Regions from separate parts of the Mus musculus genome. Here region 1 is linked to region 2. A link is a contact called in public HiChIP or PLAC-seq data. All regions are on one chromosome and are shown on one strand. The core of a region is the stretch at or near the end of the contact, and the rest is flanking DNA. Distances in the headings are between cores, read along the strand shown.

Evidence for each region. HiChIP or PLAC-seq counts read pairs in DNA pulled down with a chosen protein or histone mark.
Region 1: a contact with region 2 is called in an H3K4me3 HiChIP or PLAC-seq map of stem cell-derived neural progenitor cells, with 5 times the contacts expected there. The contact joins the promoter of H2-T24 here to the promoter of H2-Q1 in region 2. A contact is called at or near these places in 2 of 115 datasets of contacts at active chromatin or transcription factors (embryonic stem cells and stem cell-derived neural progenitor cells).

The regions. Positions count from the first base shown.
Region 1 is chr17:36,018,327-36,022,684 of GRCm38.p6, forward strand. It overlaps H2-T24 (histocompatibility 2, T region locus 24), which reads right to left and starts at 2,234. Exons shown (of 6, transcript NM_008207.3): 1 at 2,134-2,234. The coding sequence starts at 2,185. All of the region lies in intron 1 of A930015D03Rik (RIKEN cDNA A930015D03 gene), which reads left to right.
Region 2 is chr17:35,318,882-35,323,139 of GRCm38.p6, forward strand. H2-Q1 (histocompatibility 2, Q region locus 1) reads left to right here and starts at 1,666. Exons shown (of 8, transcript NM_010390.4): 1 at 1,666-1,744; 2 at 1,940-2,209; 3 at 2,394-2,669; 4 at 4,183-4,258. The coding sequence starts at 1,681.

The DNA of each region.
Region 1 (4,358 bases), core at 984-3,483, 700 kb after region 2:
AAACCCGGCTCTGCTGCTTCTGTTTTATCACATGTTCTGTATCATCACCTGCCTCCTCTAAGATCTCTTCCATGTTTCCATTTTGTTTTGCAGTCCTCCCATATATTTAAAAGCACATATACACATGCGTGTATAATTTTATGGTTTTTAAAAAAGATTTATTTATTTATTATATGTAAGTACACTGTAGCTGTCTTCAGACACTCCAGACTAGGGCATCCGATCTCATTACAGATGGTTGTAAGCCACCATGTGGTTGCTGGGATTTGAACTCAGGACCTTCGGAAGAGCAGTTAGTGCTCTTAACTGCTGAGCCATCTCTCCAGCACCCCCGCTTTTAAAAAATATGTTTGTTTTTTAATCTTTATTTTTGAGACAGGGTCTCATGTAGCTGAGGCTGGCCTTGAACTTCTGATCTTTCTGCCTGCACCTCCCAATGCTGGGATCACAGGTGTGCACCATTATACTCAGCACATACAAAATAATAATAATTGTAAACTGGAGTTCCAGAGACAAGATGTATATTTGTCTTTCTGAGGTTTGCTTCTTTCAGTTTTATCCATCTCTCCCAATATCATAATTTAATTTTGCTTAAAAAGGGCATAGAATTTCATTTTATAGCCAAATAAGATTTCATTGTATTGTATCAAATTCTAGTGTGTATTGAACTGCATTTTGTTGTTGTTGTTTTGTTTTGTGGGGAGCCTTGGCTGTCCTGGAACTCACTCTGTAGATCAGGCTGTCCTTTACTCAGAGAGATCCGCCTGCCTTCCAAGTCCTCAGCCTCTGCCTCCTGGCTTTTGTCTTTATCAGTGGATACACAGTGGATACACACCCAGGCAGGATTTCCAGGTTGCCCTGGGTGGTCCCTGTTTAGGAGGACGAGGAAGCCACTCACATCCTGAAATATCTACAGTAGTTATTTTTCTGGGGTTGGGTGGAGGGTTGCCTAGAACTCAGTAATCTTCCTACTCAGTCTTCCAAATGATTACAGGATCATGGGTGTGAGATGCCATATCCAGCTCCATTTCAACTGAATATTGTGTTCTAGTCAAATTGACACACGAAATCAACCATTATAACCAGCTAGCAGAAATACATAATTATACATGTATGTGTGAGGCAGGAGGATCATGAATTTGAGGGTCACATAAATAGAATCCTATAATACAATAATTATTATTAATGATGATGATAATGATAATGACTGTAGAGAGATCATCTTGTGTATTGTGGATGCCTTACCTGTCAATTTAAAAGCCTACAGCTTAAGCAGGAAATAGAGGTGGGACATTGGGAGGAGAAAGAATTCTGGGAGAGGAGGAGTCCGGGAGAGAGAGGAGCCTGGAAAAAGGTGAGGAGACAGACACATGGACACGTGGTACCTGAGCACAAGTAATCAGCCACGTGGCAAAATGCAGCTTAAAATAAATGGGTATTTTTTAGTTATAATCTAGTCAGAGTAGAGCCTAGCTATATGGCCAAGGTATTTGTAAATATAATTTGAGCCTGAATCTTATGTCCAGGAGCATGGGGCTGGCAGAAAGAACCAGGACTTTAACAAATGATGATGCCAGGGAGACAGACTGCTCAGCTAGTAAAGGCACCTGCTGCCACCCATATGGTGGAAGGAGACCTGATCCAAATTAGGTTGTCCTCTGACCTCCACATCTGGGCTATACTATGGGTTGCAGGCTACACATGAGCACACACAAACATGCATATGGATAAATTTACACAACAGTGTGCACAGTGTATACTTTATAAGTAAACATGTAGTTCGCAGAAGTAGGGAAGGCAGCCCAGCTGTTAAGAGCACTTACTGTTCTTCCAGAAGACTGTGGTATAGTTCTGAGCACCAGCTGGAGGGAGCTTCATGCCCTCTTCTGACCTCTGGCATGTTATGCACACATACAAGCAAATACTCAAAACCACATTAGAATGTAAGGAAAGGGCTGGTTTGGCGGTGCATGCCTTTAGTCCCAACTCCTTTGAGTTCAAGGCCAGCCTGGTCTACATAGCAAGTTTGAAGACAGAGCTACTAACTGAAACCTAGTCTTCTGCAAAATGGCCCAAGGTTCGAGGTTGGAGGTTTTCCGGTCTTAAATTTACCCAGCACACAACCCTACTTACGGGCTCCGCCGTCCTGGGGGTGACTCAGAAGCCAGAAGATAAGAGCCCACATGGTGTCAGGATCAAGCTTTAAGCTTCCACTGTCCTGAGAAACTAGACTTTAGAGAAGTCGCGACTGCCTGCGGAAACCAATAGGGTGGGGGTGGGGGTGGGGTGAAGCCTGTTAACAGATAAGGCTGGTTCAGTTTCAAGCTTTAGGGGTTCCTGCAGAGCTTCCCACTAGGATGAAGGCTTTCTTTTCTGGATATGGGTCTGCTGGCTTGCAGGCTAGTGCCCCTAGGGGGAGTGAGCCCTCTGTATGACATTTCTGACTCTTTTCCAGGAGTTTCAGCTTGTTTACTTTGGGCTTTGGGGCAGTTAACAGTGTTAGACTTCAGCGCCCCGCCCCACTGTCAGTCTGTCAGACTTCAGCGCTTTCCTGCGGGGTGGGGGTGGGGAAGTGATGAAGCTGGGAAGTCGAAACCGAAACTGTAGCACTTTTCTACTGCTGGGTAGTTAGCTAACTTGTATCTTTGTGGAACTGCAGTCATTTCAGTGTAATTACCTAAAGCATCAAGAGCCTTCCAGACAAGGCATCCACTGTTCTAGTGTAGTGTGCCTGTTGCTTTCTGTTTCCTTCTCATTAGGTAGTTTCTGTTATTTTCTTTTAGAAAAAAAGATTCATCTTATTTTTAACTGGTGTGTGTGTGTGTGTGTGTGTGTGTGTGTGTGTGTGTGTCTTAGTCTTAGGGTTTCCATTTCTGTGAAGAGACACCAAGGCAACTCTTACAAAGGATAACATTTAACTGGGGCTGGCTTACAGGTTCATAGGTTCAGTCCATTATTATCAAGGCAGGAAGCATGGCAGCATGAAAGCAGGCATGGTGCTGGAGATAGAGCTGAGAGCTCTATATCTTGTGATGGGCACCAGAATACTGTCTTCCAGGCAGCCAGGGGAAGGGTCTCAAAGCCCACCCTCACAGTGACACACTTCCTTCAACAAGGCTACACCACCTAATAGTTCCACTTCCTGGGCCAAGCATATTCAAACTACCACAGTGTGTGCGTGAATGTGTGCCACATTTGGGTGGGCATCCAAGGATGTGGCATTGGCTACCATGGAGTTGGAGTCAGAGATGATTGTCAGCCACCAGATATGGATTCAGGAAATTGAGTCTGGTTCTCTGGAAGAGCAATTTGTGCCCTGTGCAAACATGAGGACCTGAGTTCAAATCTCAAGCACCCCTGTAAACAGCTACCTCTGGCCACATCAGTGACTTGAGTGCTGGGGGTGTTGAAGAGGGAATCACTGGGGCTTGCTAGCTACCAGCCTAGCCAATGGCCTGGCAAGAGTGCTCAGTGCCCTTATTCTGTAAGCTGTCCCACATACAACCAGGGAGGGTGAAGATGGAAAGATGGGGTAAAAGAGAACCAAGTGGAATGATAATTGTGCATTGGAGTGCTGCTGCAGCTAAATCCATTACTTTGTGTGCTAAGAAAAAAAAAATTATTAAAAGGTTTAATTAGGGGCTGGAGAGATGGCTCAGCAGTTAAGAGCACTGACTGCTCTTCCAGAGGTCCTGAGTTCAATTCCCAGCAACCACATGGTGGCTCACAACCATCTGTAATGCTACTCAGTGCCCTCTTCTGGTGTGTCTGAAGCACAGCAACAGTGTACTCACATACATAAAATAAATAAATCTTAAAAAGGAAAAAGTTTAATTAGAGGCTGGAGAGATAGAGATGGCTTAACGCTTAACTGCTCTTGCAGAGGACCCAGGTTTGGTTCCCAGCATGCCCATCAGGAGGCTCCCAACCATATGTGACTCCAGTCAAGGGATCCATTGCTCTCATCTAGCCTCTACAGGCACCTGCAGTTATGGCGCACATAAACTCACACGTGCAAGAGCATGTGCATGCTCGAGTGCCGCAGACCCTCTTGGTCCCTTGTCTGCGTGGAACAAGTCTCTAGTGCAGGTGGGCAAGGAGTAGGCGGAAATTGACAGACAGACTCGACACAAGGGAGTGTGGATCTGAATGTAATTTGTCAAATCGAGCATCAAACTTTTTATACAGAAGAAAATAGGGAAGTTGGGTGACACACCGGCTAGGTACAAAGAGGTTACTGGGTTCTTACACAGAACAGAGGAATACAAACATGGAAGAACTGTCAGGAACCAACTGGGATAAAATTCAATGCTAACAACTAGATGAGTATGTCAGCCTGCAGGTAACTCTAAACTCCA
Region 2 (4,258 bases), core at 416-2,915:
CCCAGCTGCAGGTGGTCCTGCAGAGCCTGGACAGTGAGGGAACAGCATGCTTTTTTTGAACCTACCCAGCATCCCAGCTTTCTTGGGTCCCCAAAGATAGTGACACCTCCCCCAAGACAACAGGAGGATTCTAAAGAGCTCAGTAACCCCATTTCTGCTTCACCAGACACCCCTTCCTATTTTCTCACCATATATAGTAAATAAGAAGAAGGGATGTCTGTCAACCAATGACCACCCACATTCCAGAACCAGCCTGCTTTCAGCCTCTCAGTTCCAGAAGCCACATCATCACCAGCCACCAAATGTGACACATTTCTACTGTAGCCACAAGTTGTGTATCCTTATCCAGCTCAGGTCTCCACAGCCCCCTCTTTTTCTCTTCCATACTCACTACCCACCCACAATAAATCTCTCACATGAAGTCTGTTGTGTTGTGTGACCTTTGCAAAACCTCATGGTTCTCTGATCCATGCAAGAACTCTAACAAGCCCACAGGGTCAGCCCTGAATGTTTCCCCAGCTGGGCAGGTGTCTGTTGGAGCAGGACCTAAAACTGCAAGAAGTCTGAGCACGAAGGGAAATTGTCAATGTCCAAAGTGTGGAAGAGCACTTCTCATTCCTTTTTAATTCTGTGTCTATATGAATGTCTATATATCTATCTGTAAACTACCTACCTACCTCTCCTCAGTCTCCCCCAAATCAGATTACCCTGTTCTGAGGTAATAAACTGTCCCTATTTCTCTCCCCATCTCCTCCCTTGCACTGACTTTATCAGTCCCTCCCGAGGTTATATCAATATTGTCAAACACAGGCAGGGAGAGAAATGTCCTCAGACTGAGGGGCAGGAATGGAGTTGGACCCCACTGTGCTCCCATTCCTTGCATTCCAACTGTTTTTCCATGGGGCCTCCATCCACAGGGCAGGTCCCTGGCTCAGCTCAGAGGGAGGAACTCACACATCCTCCTCCCTCAGCTCTCACTGAGTGACCCTGCACCAGGAGGCTGTGCTGTTTGCATTTTGTCAACTCCACACCAACTGAGACATATATAAGAAGAGGATCCTGAATTGAGAAATTGCATCCATCCAGGACGCTTTTGGGAAAGTCTATAAGGCATTTTTAAAATTATTATTAATGATCAGTATGGAAGGGCTCAGCCCACTGCAGGTGGTCTTGGCTGGTGATCAGGGATTGTATAAGAAAGCAGGCTGAGCAAGCCATGAGCTACAAAGCTATTAGCACTGGTCCCCATTCTCTCTGCTTCAGTTCCCACTTAGAATCCTCTCTCAAGTTCCTGCCCTGAATCTCTTCAATGATAGACTGAGATGTGGAAGTGTAAACTGAAATAAACCCTTTCTTCCTCAAGTTGCTTTTGGTCATGGGGTCTTATCACAGCAATAGAAACCCTCACTAAGACACAGCTGCACAAGGGCCTCACTCTGTTCCCTGCAGACACCACCCTCTCCTGCAGCTCAGCTCCTGCCCCTCCCTTGCCCTGGAGCAGCACCACTTTATAGCTCCTGGGGATCTGATGCCCTCTCTGACCTCCTGAGGTAGCAGGAATTATCTGGCAGGTCCATTGGGTGGCAGGATCCTGGGGAACCAACCAGCTACTCTGTGGGCGCTGGTTATAAAGTCCACGCAGCTCGAGGGCCTCAGATGCCCTGTATTCCAGATGGGGCAATGGCACTGGGAAGGCTGCTCCTGCTGCTGGCAGCCGCCCTGACCCTGACCAAAACCGGAGCGGGTGAGTGCGGGGTCCGAAGAGAAACGGGCTCTGAGAAGAGGGTCGCGGCCGGCACCTGGGATGCTGCGTCCCCGCGTCGCCCACCAGACCCTCCGCCCCTTCTCCACCCACGTCCCGCGCCCTGCTCCCCTCTCGGACCACGGACCGCCGGGAGTCTCGGGAGGAGGTCCGAGTTTCACCGCGCGCCGCCCCCAGGCTCACACTCGCTGCGGTATTTCGAGACCTCGGTGTCCCGGCCCGGCTTCGGGAAGCCCCGGTTCATCTCTGTCGGCTACGTGGACGACACGCAGTTTGTGCGCTTCGACAGCGACGCGAAGAATCCGAGATATGAGCCGCGGGCGCCGTGGATGGAGCAGGAGGGGCCGGAGTATTGGGAACGGAACACACGGAGAGTCAAGGGCAGTGAGAAGAGATTCCAAGAGAGCCTGAGCACCCTGCTCAGCTACTACAACCAGAGCAAGGGCGGTGAGTGACCCCTGGTCGGAGGTCACGACCCCTCGACGTCCCTACACAGGGGCCAGAGACCTCCTGCTTCTCAAGTCCCAGGTTCAGGAGCAGAACTGACCCGGGACCGGATTCCCTTTCAGTTCTGTGGAGTCGCGCGTGGGCGGGGCCGGGGGAGCGAGGCGCTGACCCAGGGTTCCTGCAGGCATTCACACCTTCCAGAAGTTGTCTGGCTGTGATCTGGGGTCAGATGGGCGCCTTCAAAGCGGGTACCTGCAGTTCGCCTATGATGGCCTTGATTACATCGCCCTGAATGAAGACCTGGAAACCTGGACAGCAGCAGATGTGGCAGCTCAGGAAACCCGACGCAAGTGGGAGCAGGCTGGTGCTGCTGAGAAACACAGGACCTACCTGGAGGGCAAGTGCCTGATGTGGCTCCACAGATACCTGGAGCTCGGGAAGGAGATGCTGCTGCGCACAGGTCTCTGGCTGGGGCTCAGTCCTGGGGAAGAAGAAACCCTCAGCTGGGGTGATGCCCCTGTCTCAGAGGGGAGACAGTGTCCCTGGGTCTCCTGATCCCTCATCACAGTGACTGCACTGACTCTCCCAGGGCTCAGGCTTCTCCCTGGACAGTGCCCAGGCTGTCTCAGGAGGGAAGGAGAGAATTTCCCTGAGGTAACAACAGCTGCTCCCTTCAGTTCCCCTGTAGCCTCTGTCAGCCATGGCCTCTCCCAGGCTGGGTTCTCTGCCCACACCCACTGTGTGTGGACACTGACTCCTGTCCTGCTGAGTGTGTCAGTCCTTACACCTCAGGACCGGAAGTCTCCTTTCCCTGACATGGACTCCCCTACACTAGGCTGGTTGCCCCAGTTTCTAGAATTTTCTAAAGAATACATTCTCCCAGATCCCTCCCTGTCTGTGGGGTTTGCACCCCTTCGACAACCCAATTCTCTTTATTCCTACACTGGTGAATGGTCACATGAGGCCTTATTGGGAACCCTGGAGGAATATAAATCATGGAATTTCTTTTTCTTTTTTTCTCTCTTTTCTTTTTCTTCTTTCTTTCTTTTTTCCTTACTTTTTTTTTTTTGTGGAAGGCATTATTTTGCTTGTAGTCATCTTTTGTCTGCACTGGAATGATCCTGTTTCTCCCTGCCCTTGTATTATCATGTGTATCAGTCTACACAGGTGCCAGGGAAGGCTGCTAACCTGGATAATTTGACAAGTTAAATCAGGGTTCTCATTAAAGGAGAGATTCCTGTGAACTTAGAGTGTTTCCTGTCAGAACTAAACACCCAGAAGCCTCCTGCTCTTCCTCTGCCCCCCACAAGTTACAGTGCCCCCCCCCCCCAGTGAATCAGGACTTGGACTCTGAGAGACAGGGTCTACTGCAATCCAGGGCTGGAGTGAGAGGGAAGACCACACACCCCGTGAGCCCACTGTGTTCCAGTGAGTGCTGCACTGGGGTCCACAGCTCACTCCAGGGATCCTGTGTGACACACCTGTACCTTGTCCCCCAGAGTCAGGGGCTGGGAGTCATTTTCTCTGGCTCATCACTTAGTGATGGCTGTTCACTTGAACTGACAGTTAATGTTGGTCGACGAGATGACAACAGTTGTAGTCTCAGTTTTAGCACCCTTTCAGTAGCATATGTGCCTAATATCTGATTTTGATATGAACTCAAACACATAATAAATTACTTATTTTCCATTCCCTCTTCCATTCTTTGACTACGTCTCTCATGCTATCTAACATTACATAAGGATGACCATGGTGATCCACTGGCTCATGTGGATTCCATCATAGCTTCTGAGTCCCAAAAGAAAATGTGCAGTTGTGTGCTCAGGGACCAGCTCTGCCTACTGGTCACTAGTGTGATGACAGTTGAAGTGTCAAACGGACACGTAGTTCAGTGTCATCATTGTTTTACCTGAGTCTTGTGTAGATTTCAATTTGTCTTGTTAACCCTGTGATTTCTTAAATCTTTCACACAGACCCCCCAAAGGCACATGTGACTCATCACCCCAGATCTCAAGGTGATGTCACCCTGAGGTGCTGGGCCCTGGGCTT